Linked DNA regions of Mus musculus: all the other regions are linked to region 1. Evidence: chromatin contacts called from public HiChIP or PLAC-seq and Micro-C data. All regions are on one chromosome and are shown on one strand. Each heading gives the region's core, a stretch centred on a gene start, on an enhancer-like site or on the middle of the called end of the contact. The rest is flanking DNA. Distances are from core to core; before and after follow the strand shown.

Region 1 (3,419 bases), core at 484-2,983:
TTGCTCCTAGGGACTGGAGAAAATTTTAAAAATAAATAAAAAGAAAAAGGAAGGTTGGAGTCCATCAGTGCTAGTCATCCTCTCCTCCCCTTCACCCTCATCATCTTCACCTTCATCCTCAACTCCTTCATCGATATCTTCCAACCCTTCCTCTCATCATCATCACCTGCCTCTCCTTCTTCATCATCCCTATTAGGAACCAAATAGTCCTGCAAGGGATTTGGCCAAATGTCATCTTTGATGACCTCTGCTAGCTCGTCAGCACCTGCGTCAGGATGGTCAGTAAACCAGGTAAAGCAGCTCTCTGGCTCTTCGTGCTGCCTCTTCCTGCTGGCCTTACGCTGCATTCGACTTGAGCGCTTTGTCAAATCCTTTCCAGATTGCCATTTGATTTCGGTGGACTTTGAAGACGGACAAAGTCATTCAGATGAAATTCTTTGGAGAGAACCTTGTTTTCAGAGTAAGGATTTTCATCAAAATAAAAATCTATTCTGTAACCTGATTTAATGTCTTCAAATTCTGTCACTTCAACTCTGGTCAAATAATGCAGAGCCTCCTCGTCCTCCTCCTCGTCCTCCTCCTCGTCCTCCTCCTCGTCCTCCTCCTCGTCCTCCTCCTCGTCCTCCTCCTCGTCCTCCTCCCCAAGCGGTGCAGACACTTGTGGATGGTTGACGAATGTTGTTACCAAAAATTTGAGATTTTGGAGATCCATTCTGACCTCTTCTGAAAAAATGGTTGGCGGAGTTTGTTATATTTTTGTTCTACTTTCAACATTCCCTCGCTGGCTTGTTCATTAAGTCTGTCTATTTTATTTTGTACTTCATCAATACGTTCAGTTGCTTCTTGCTGTTCCTTTTCTCCTTTTGGCAGGCCGGGAGAGGCCGACTTGTCCTTCAGCTTCGGGGCAGCAGCCAGTATGGGTTTCTTGGGCTGAGGCAGGATCGCAGATTACTGCTTCAGGGCCATGGAGTGAGGGAGGTGGCCGGGAGGCAGAGGCCAGTCCCCCCCACCCCCACCCCACCCCCACCCCCACCCCACCCCCACCCCCGATGTTCACAGCAGGAAGAAACTCGCAGCACCCTTAATTCTGAGACTAACATCCTATTGACTTGTCAGGGTGGAGAGTTGGAGACTAGCGTAATCTTCAACAAGTACAAATAAATGCTGCTGTCGGCATTCCTACCGAGCCACAGTCATTTATTTCAAACCCAGTTGTGAGAGTGTGGCAGTAAGAACGATTTCAGCCATTTTCAGGGTACCTTTCTCTTGGGGTCGTATTAAGATTCTGGGGTCACAGTTAGGCAGCTCTGCCCAACCCGGGCAATGGAACTATATAATGGGTCACCACCATCCAGTGTCCTGCCAAGGTCAGGGAGACTCTTCAGGCCGGGCCCACTACCAGCTGCCCTGTGTCCACTCATTGACAGTCGTGTGCTATTTGTCAAGTTTCGAGCCCATGAGGTCGGATTGTTATGGTAACCCCTACCTGTTGCCGTCATCAAACTATATTTTCAGTGGCTTGAGAAATAATTCGTGTTCCTTGCTCATGCACAAACCCAGAGCAGGTCTTCCTAATTGTTGTCTTTCTGTGGTCCAGGTGCCTTTTAATCTTGTGACTCCTTCCTGGAGTCTCGAAATGCTTTATGCTCAGAAAGAGAAGCCTCTTGCTAGGCTCCCTGCCTAGGAAATGCCTTGGTTTGCTTCTCCCCTACCCTATTGGCAAGAACTACTCACGTGGTGCCCCAGGTTTGAGGAATTCTGGGAAATGTAGTTCCTGGCCGGGCCACTCTATAAACTGGAAAAGGAACCCCAGGAAATGTGGCTTTGTGTTTCAGTTTGCAATCTTTGCCACACCCTCGATGACTCAATTCTAGCTAGCAACCACAATTCCTGGTTCACTGGAAAACAGAGCCATTGAGACATCCTGTTATCTTTTCCCTGCCAAATCTGTCAAGCTGTGAGCCCACACTCTTTCTTCTCTCTTGCTAGTGCAATGGAATGTTACAGGCTCCTTCTTAATCCTCTGTTTTGATTGAAGATGTCAAAACTAAGCTTAGCGCTAAGCAAGCTAAGGAGCCCCTAAGAAGGATGCTAGACTGCTCTGCTGGGGAGCCCCTCTGGCCAGCACCCAGGGATCAGAGTTGTCTAAAAGTTGTGTGTGCACGAACGGGCATGGGTGTGTGTGTGCAGTTCCCTCCCCTCGTGTGTAGGCTGAGCCTCTTGATTTGCCTCTACTGAATGGAATACCCCAAATGTCATGGCTGGGTTATAAGAAGATTGGGCTGTGGTTGGTTCTGTAGCTCGGTAGTATTTTCCCAGCATGCACAAGTCCATACTCATCTCATAAAATAAATAAGGAATAAAAATTTTAAAGGCTGTGTTCCACTGAGCCCATCCGTTCCTTGCTCACTGTGAAGTCAGCCACCCCACCAAGAATTGCCCCATGGAGACACTCAATGGTGAGGAATTGACATCACCTCTACCCACCCATCAGTAGGGGCCACCAATGACAGCCACAGAGTGAGCTTGGGAGTAGATTCTCTTCAGGAGGATTTCTAGATGACCGCAGTCCACAAGACAACTTGACATTAGTTTTGGGAGGGAGTCTGGGACAGAAGCAGAGGCTAAAAGTACATGAATTACTTTTCTGTAATTCTGGTCCCAGGTTATCTCGTGCCTTCTTCTGGCCTCCCAGACCATTACACATAGGTGCTACACAGAAATGTATGCAGGCAAAACATCCACATACATAAAATAATAAACACTTTTTAAATAAAAAATAATAAATAATTCAAGGCCAGGCTCAGCTTGGCAGGGAATTCCAGGACAACCTGGGCTACATGAGATCTTGTCTCAAAGAGCAGGGGTGGGGTGGGGGTAGAGCTTATCTTCAAAACCAGTTATATTTTGAAATATTAGGAGTTTGGATTTGAATATGTGAGATGGGGTGAGGTATAATTCATTTCATAATCACACAAAACTAAGACTGTAAGCAACAGCCTAGGATAAAGCGGGGGACTAGCAGAAGAGAACTTGGTAAAACTCTGAGAGGGTGGGGCATAGTCAATGAAGCATTTGCCACTCAAGCAAAAGGACCTGAATTCCCCAGGACATTGTTGTTGTTTTTTGTTTGTTTGTTTGTTTCAAGCTGGAGCGGTGACACACATGTGGCTGAAAGACCAAGGAACCACGTCTGCCCATAGCCCTCATGCAAGGAGGACTCTGGTAGAAGTGGCTAGTGGCAATCTGAAACACTCCCTTGTCAGCACATCAGCAGGCCAAGGAAGCTTTCAGGGAATGCTCTGAGGGCCTGCACTGTAGGAGAATGGCGCTGCTTTCAAACAGCCCCATTTCCAACAGGCAAGAGTGCCTGAGAGTGCCTCCTTTCTACCAGGGGCCAGAGGGGTTAGGTAGTGTGT
Region 2 (3,677 bases), core at 200-2,699, 150 kb before region 1:
TGCCTATAATCTCAGCTCTCAGGAGGTAGAGCCAGGAGGAACAGGAGCTCAAGGCCATTTTTAGCAGTTTGCAGTCAACCTATATTACTTAAGAACCTGTCTCAAAAGTAGATGAAAGAGAGGGAGGAAGGGAGGGAGGGAAGAAGGGAAGGAAGGAAGGAAGGAAGGAAGGAAGGAAGGAAGGAAGGAAGGAAGGAAGGAAGGAAGGAGACTAACTAGCCAACAAACAAAACATTTGTAACGTTCCTGGACCCATGTATGTAAGGTAAGTAACATTACCACCTCCACTTTACAGACAATAAGAAACAATATCAGAGAGTGAATACTTCTCACGGGCACACAGCAAACTGGCTATTAGGCAAATCTTATGATTCTAAATCAGAAGAGTCTAGAGAGTCTATGTATATCTAGATAAACATGTAGACTAGAAATCTGTATAATTAACATGTAACGTTACACCTTCATGTAATAATTTAATTTTCAACAGCCCCTATGGGTGATACTGTTATTACTAATCATCTTAACATTTAAAATTCTCAGCCATATTATCACCATACCCTCAACTTTGGTGTTAAGTGTTAGTTTCTTTAAGATTGAAATGTTCTATCTTGCAAGGAAGACTTTAAGACGGAAAGTTTAAAAAAATAAAAAACTTCAGGAAGTTCCTGAAACTGACCAGATTCACTAGCCGCCCCCCCCCCCCAAAAAATTAACAATAAACCTGGAGAGAGAGCTTTTGTTCAGACAAGCCAAGCTGTAAAGAAGACTCTGAGGCTAGACCAGCTGCCTAGAAGAAGCAAAAACCAGCTGAGCCACGTGGAAGACATTTATACCAACTAAATCCCTTGGAAAGGACACTCTACAACCTGTTGAGCTGCTTGTTAGCTGTGCAGTATGCTTCAGGTTCCCAGCTTTTGTGAGCTGTCACCCATGCTGGGGTGGGCTTTGGTGATGCAGCTGTCTTTGAGTCATTTCTGCTCCTGTAAGTCATTCCTCATCCATACTCCTGCAGGTAACCTCTATAAAACTCATTAGTTCACCAAGTTGGACTTTAGTGGTAACCATACTTTGATTTGTTGTGAAAGTGTTGTCACAGAACACTTGGGTGATATTTATTTATTCAGCAGATGGTTTGACTTATGTGTAAGTGTCTATATTCTTTACTGTGGCCAGAGCCACTCAGGATTTTTCTGGTTCCTAGAACTAACAGAATGGATACATTATATTTATAACTAGATGAGAAATGACAAGAGCAGATATGCTGACCTTGTTCTTTATGATCACAAGTGGGTGACAAGGGTTACAGATGGGAAATGACCTAAAAGCCAAAAATAGTAGGTTCACAAATAGCACCAAATGCTTTAATTAGTGGCTGTTCCTACAGACTAGAAAATAGATCTTAGATACTCTGTAAGGAACTATGGCCTAGCCTCGTCTGTGAGCCTTGAGCACACACACATGATGCCTGTCATTATGAGTGATGTCACCCCCAAATCCTGAGGAGGAGAGGGCTACAGGGCCAGGGCTGTCAAATCAACAAAGGAATAAAGGTTGGCTCTCCTGCCCTCTGACTGAACTCAAGGTCTCAAGTGTAAGGAAATCAGCATTTCAGAATTTTGTTGTATTATTTGTTTGTTTAGATAATATATCTATTATGTAGCTCTGACTGTCCTAGAACTGTATGTAGACCAGGTTAGCCTTATATCCACAGAGACCCTCCTGCTGGGGTTAAATATGTGTGCCATCATTTCCAGTGGAATTTCATAATTTCAATGAGGAAAGGGTTACACACGTATCAGTCCTTCATTTCTTCCTCCTCTGTATGCTATCTTTTCTTCACAATTACATGTAAACCCAAGAGGCTAAATGCAGAGAGTAAAGTATGCGTTGGTGGACTCGGGCACGATTTTTATCTTAGTTTTTCCCCTGTTTGCTATGATAAAACACCCTAACAAAAGTAACTTTAGGGAGGAAGAGTTTATTTAGCTTACAGTACCAACTTAAAGTCAGGGTGGCAGGAACTTGAGTCACTAGTTACATCCACAGTCAAGAACAGAAACATGCCAGAAATAGTAGCCACCTTTAATCCCAGCACTGGGGAGGCAGAGGCAGGCAGAGTCTGAGTTCAAGGCCAGGCTAATCTACATGGTGAGTTGCCATATAGCCAGAGTTACATAGTGAAACCCTGTCTTGAAAAAAAAATAATAATTTAAAAAAAAAAAAAGAGGGCTGGTGAGATGGCTCGGTGGGTAAGAGCACCCGACTGCTCTTCCGAAGGTCCAGAGTTCAAATCCCAGCAACCACATGGTGGCTCACAACCATCTGTGACGAGATCTGATGCCCTCTTCTGGTGTGTCTGAAGACAGCTACAGTGTACTTACATGTAATAAATAAATTAAAAAAAAAAAAAGAAGAAGAAGAAGAAAGAAAGAAACAGAAAAAAATGCTTGCAAGTTTATACTCTGCCCACTTCTCTCTTAATCTGAGAGTCCCTTTCTAAGGAATGTTGTCACTCGAAGTGGACAGATTTTCAACTACAATTAATGTAATCAAGATAGCTTCCCACAAACATGCCCACAAGCCAACCTGATGCTGATAATCCTTCATTTAGACTTCCCTCTCAGGTGATTTTACATTGTGTCAAGTCAACAAAACCAACCATCAAAAGATTGCATCCCTAAAGTGGCAAGACTGCTTCAACTCTAGATTCCCCTGACTTTTGTCCCGTATGACTCCTACTAGTCAGTGGTACTGGGATGATGCTGACAGACAAACTGCCAGGATACAGGCTTGATTTTTGACCTTTTTCAATGAGAAGCATATCTAAGGGGTATATAGAAGTGGAGAGAGCATTTATTCTCTCTGAAGACAATCTATTAACCCAGTGGCTTTACAGCCATCATTAAGACCCAACAAGGGCATTAAAAATCTTAGCAGAAGCAGTGTGAATGCAAGACTATGAGAGATGAGGAGAGAGTTGAGGATGCTGACGTTTGGGGCTTGCCATGTACCCTACTAACCTTGCATATCCTTTAACTCATGGTGAATGTCCCCTTCATCCTGGATAGTCTGGCTCTGCAGATTGATCCCACTCCTTTTTCTACCGAGCAGGTGACTCTTTTGACAGTTATTTGCTCTAGGTGTGGTGGTATTAGGGGATATTGAAAGAATCTGGTGGTATAAGGATTGCTCTGAAACTACAGCTATGGCCCCTCCAGGCTCCATCAGTGACTCCCTATGTTGCTCTCCCTCATGTCGGTTGGGGGATGGCTTTGTCTGTGCACTGTGTTCAAATGCTGATCACTGTGCCGAGTCCCGACATTGGTGGTGCCACTATTATGAAGCATTTCCTGACTCAGTGTTAGTGTGAACCATCTTTCTCCATCATCTTCTGATTGGTCAATAAAGAGCTGATTCAGCCATTATCTGGGCAGGAGAGGAGTGGAGAGAAAGAGAGGGCTCAGATGAGGAGATCCATGTGGAGATTTGCCATGAGGCATTTGTCGTGAGCAGACCTTGAGGGGAGTCGCCAGGAGGATACACATGAAGGAGGCCAGAGAGAGGCTGAGATGGCAAGTAATGGAGCATGTGGCTGGGAATTAGACTGCCATAGAAGGTTAAAATATATGACTAGCTGCCTAGTTATAGTGCTTGAAGCTTTCAGTAAACATACCAGG
Region 3 (3,337 bases), core at 79-2,578, 190 kb before region 1:
GATGGGAAGAGAACTAACTTCTTCAGAAAGCCTCTGTCCTCCTGAGAGTGCCATGACATGTACATACACAATAAATGGTTTTTTAATGAATTAAATAGCATCTGATATATCAAAAATCCTAGCCATTTGAAATTTCATATGAGCAGATTTTATAATCACCTAGAATGTTAAACCAAATATTATCAACTTGATTCATAAATCCAATCTCAAAAATACATAAACTGGATGGTTCTTTCACTTCTCGGGGTGGTTATAGTCAACTGGCTCCAGAGCACACTGGAGGAAAGCCTCCCGCACACATGGGCTCTACTAAGGAGAGCCTGCCTCTCTCTGCAGGACACAGCCCAGCTGAGCAGCCACAGGCCACAGGCCAAGACAGCCCACTGCCACGGCTGTTAACACACCAGTGCGCCTATGTAACCATGTAACCACCGCAGCAGTCTGCTGTAAAGGGGCTCAGGCCAGAAGATGAAACACGTTCTTGTAACAGTAACACAGTAAATTTCTCTTCTCAAAAAAAAAAAAAAAAAAAAGCCTAAAGCTCATCAAATTTCACTCACACATAAATGTTTCAATAACCTCATAACAACAGCAGACAGGTAAGCCTGTGAGATGGCAGTAACACACAGCTGGGCAGGCTGGCAATAAGTCTATGACAACCCTATCTGCTGTGTTGTTCAATACTAAAATGTGCCCCATATTCCAACTCAGCGCCTCGGTGCCTGTTTGATCTCTTACACATATAATTTTCAGATGCAGAGACTAGAATCTTTCTTTTTTAATGTGAGTACACTGTCGCTGTCTTCAGACACCCAGAAGAGGGCATCAGATCTCATTATGGATGGTTGTGAGCCACCATTCGGTTGCTGGGATATGAACTCAGGACCTTCGGAAGAGCAGTCAGTGCTCTTAACTGCTGGGCCATTTTGCCAGCTCGAGAATCGTTAAGTGGCAAACTGACTCTTTCTTAGCAGTACCTATTAGGAGCTAACACTACTATTACTCTGGAAAGCCCATGGAGCCTGTCCCACTGTCCCCAACGTAGTAGATTTCAAAGGTAACTTTCACAGATCCTACTTAGGCACAGCACATAGTGAGGTTCTTCAGTTCTTAAACTCTGTCTACTTACTGCCACAAACCAGATCTCTAAATAGTCAGACACAGCCCAAATGCAATTATAATTATATTCTTGATGAAGAACACAGAGGTAGGTCCCTGAAGCTTTGGCTCTTCCTCATATCCCACCCTCCAAGTGCTGCTTCCCACACATGTGGAAGTCTAAGAGTGGAGAGCTTGCTCGAGTGTGGTCTGCCTTCAGCACACTTCCCCGAGGCCGTGTCCAGCTCAGACACCCATGTTTCCTGGCAGTCCTAACTTTTTCCCACAGACATCTGCAGCTTGCCTTTCCTCTCAAATCTCACTGTGAACATTCTAGCTCCGTGTTCTTGTCTCCAGTGTCCTCACACATACTGCAGTGGACTTGCCTCCAGAGTCTTTCCCTAGCCTCCCATGCAATCCCATCAGTCAAGAGTAAGGTACTTTATAAACCGTTTCAGAAAAAAAAAAAAAAAGAGATTCTTGGTCTTAATACCAAAAGAATTAACCTCCAGGCTTCTACCTTAAAGAATGACAATTAACTGTGTAAACATATAAATTTGTTTTGAGGTTATGTCATTATCTGCCCATGTTAATCTTGGGGAGCTTGGGAGGAGTTGCTGTTATTGCTGTTTGAGACGGGTTCTCCTGTAACCTAAGCTGACCTCAAACTGACTATCTGCCAGTGATGACCTGGAGCGGCTCTGATCCTCCTGCATCCACCTCTTGAGTGACAGGATAATAGATGTGTGCTTCTCACACATGGTTTGTATGATACTGGGTACTGAATCTACAGTCTACCAACTGAGCTACATCCCCAGCCCCCATAGTATTTTTATAAGTAAATCATAGCTAAGACAGAGACAAAACTCAATAACTTACCCCTTAATAACCACTTTAGCAAACAGCCTTTAAAGTGACCCCACCCTAACTTCTGACTAGCTATCATTTGTGGAATGATGTTCTTATCTAACCACAATTTTATTTAAGAATAAAGGATTTAATTCAAACAAAAAAATTTAAGAAAAGCCAAGAAAGGTTACTGTGTCTGCAGACCTAAATTATGATTAAGAGAATTTTAAACTCATCTTTTGGTATTCCACCAGAGAAGACATCCATTGCCAAGACAAATACAGACACATTAAAAATTTGGGAGAAGATACATTCTTTTTTGCTTGTTTGTTTGTTTTTTGATTTTTTCAAGACAGGGTTTCTCTGTCTCCCTGGATGTCCTTGAACTCAGATCCACCTGCCCCTGCCTCCAGATACAGCTACATGTGTGCAGCCTAGCTGTAGCTACTTATTTTCCAAGAGACTGCTGGACACCTAGGGTGCCAAGCAGGAGACTTCCGTACTAGCAGAGCATTTCAGTATCATTTTTAGGTAACTAAATGATGGTTTCTGAACCGTTCAGGGCAGTGCTGAATCTGGCAGTGACCCATGAATCCAAGCAAGATTCATCTATAGAGGCATATGCTATCATGTGGAAAATACTTTTGCAAAGTGTCAAAATTATTACTGCTCATGTTACTACAGTGTCAGGCTCACAATGACAAGCTTCCCAGAGTTTCTGAGAAAGCTCAAATTCTGGTTTGAAAACTTGATGATACTAGAAACAAATACCATCCAGTTGTTCTTAAAATTTGTTCTAAAATGACAGTCATTTCAATTTTTTTTTCGCTTTTTTTTTTTTTTTTTTGGTTTTTCGAGACAGGGTTTCTCTGTGTAGCCCTGGCTATCCTGGTACACTCTGTAGACCAGGCTGGCCTCAAACTCAGAAATCCACTGCCTCTGCCTCCCAAGTGCTGGGATTAAAGGCGTGCGCCACCACGGCCAGCTGACAGTCATTTCATTTTAAAGGGGGAGAAAAATCTGTTTGAACCCCAGCCTGGGTAACCAAATTGTCAGCCTGGGTAACCCTTCAAATTAAATAGTCTCTATAAAGAAAGTCACTGGTACAATCTAATCTACAACTGTAAAAGGGTCACCAAAAAGCTTCTTTCTCCACACAACTACTGATCTCCTCAATTCATCATGCTAAGTAAGTGTTCAGGTGATCTACGCTGAGACACAAAGATTCACAAGTGAATACATTTTTGCTGCCTTATTATCAAGAACACTCTAAAATGAGATGCTTTCCCTCCAATTCTAAGGAAGCCCGTGACTCTTGGCACAGCGTGGGTAATGCTTCAATCTCTCATTAAAGAACCATTATTTTACCCACAACTGCATCTGAACTATA

What was found. Hi-C and Micro-C count contacts between places; a contact is called where the count stands out from the background. HiChIP or PLAC-seq counts read pairs in DNA pulled down with a chosen protein or histone mark.
Region 2: an H3K4me3 HiChIP or PLAC-seq map of bone marrow-derived macrophages shows a contact between it and region 1, with 4 times the contacts expected there. The contact joins two enhancer-like sites. A contact is called at or near these places in 5 of 39 promoter capture datasets (3T3-L1-derived adipocytes, HPC-7-derived erythroid cells, embryonic stem cells and 1 more), 1 of 15 datasets of contacts at CTCF or cohesin (CD8 T cells), 30 of 484 Hi-C or Micro-C datasets (the AML12 cell line, the C10 cell line, CD4 T cells and 17 more) and 7 of 115 datasets of contacts at active chromatin or transcription factors (astrocytes, bone marrow-derived macrophages, embryonic basal ganglia and 4 more).
Region 3: a Micro-C map of the G1E-ER4 cell line shows a contact between it and region 1. The contact joins two enhancer-like sites. A contact is called at or near these places in 5 of 39 promoter capture datasets (the C10 cell line, cranial neural crest, liver and 2 more), 1 of 15 datasets of contacts at CTCF or cohesin (the NIH/3T3 cell line), 16 of 484 Hi-C or Micro-C datasets (the 4T1 cell line, the G1E-ER4 cell line, the MC3T3-E1 cell line and 10 more), 10 of 115 datasets of contacts at active chromatin or transcription factors (bone marrow-derived macrophages, embryonic basal ganglia, embryonic fibroblasts and 4 more) and 1 of 9 other capture datasets (embryonic stem cells).

The regions. Positions count from the first base shown.
Region 1 is chr15:38,243,283-38,246,701 of GRCm38.p6, forward strand. It overlaps the pseudogene Gm8705. Among named protein-coding and RNA genes, the nearest start is that of Odf1, 26 kb to the left of the region's middle. Within about 2 kb of position 1,734, at least 221 of the 459 cell types and tissues checked have an H3K27ac peak or open chromatin away from gene starts, as enhancers often do. A contact at or near this core is called in the G1E-ER4 cell line and bone marrow-derived macrophages, where this site is marked.
Region 2 is chr15:38,096,897-38,100,573 of GRCm38.p6, forward strand. No RefSeq gene overlaps it. Among named protein-coding and RNA genes, the nearest start is that of Ubr5, 20 kb to the left of the region's middle. Within about 2 kb of position 1,450, at least 1 of the 459 cell types and tissues checked has an H3K27ac peak or open chromatin away from gene starts, as enhancers often do. A contact at or near this core is called in bone marrow-derived macrophages, where this site is marked.
Region 3 is chr15:38,050,708-38,054,044 of GRCm38.p6, forward strand. All of the region lies in intron 1 of Ubr5 (ubiquitin protein ligase E3 component n-recognin 5), which reads right to left. Among named protein-coding and RNA genes, the nearest start is that of Gm22353, 5.9 kb to the right of the region's middle. Within about 2 kb of position 1,329, at least 16 of the 459 cell types and tissues checked have an H3K27ac peak or open chromatin away from gene starts, as enhancers often do. A contact at or near this core is called in the G1E-ER4 cell line, where this site is marked.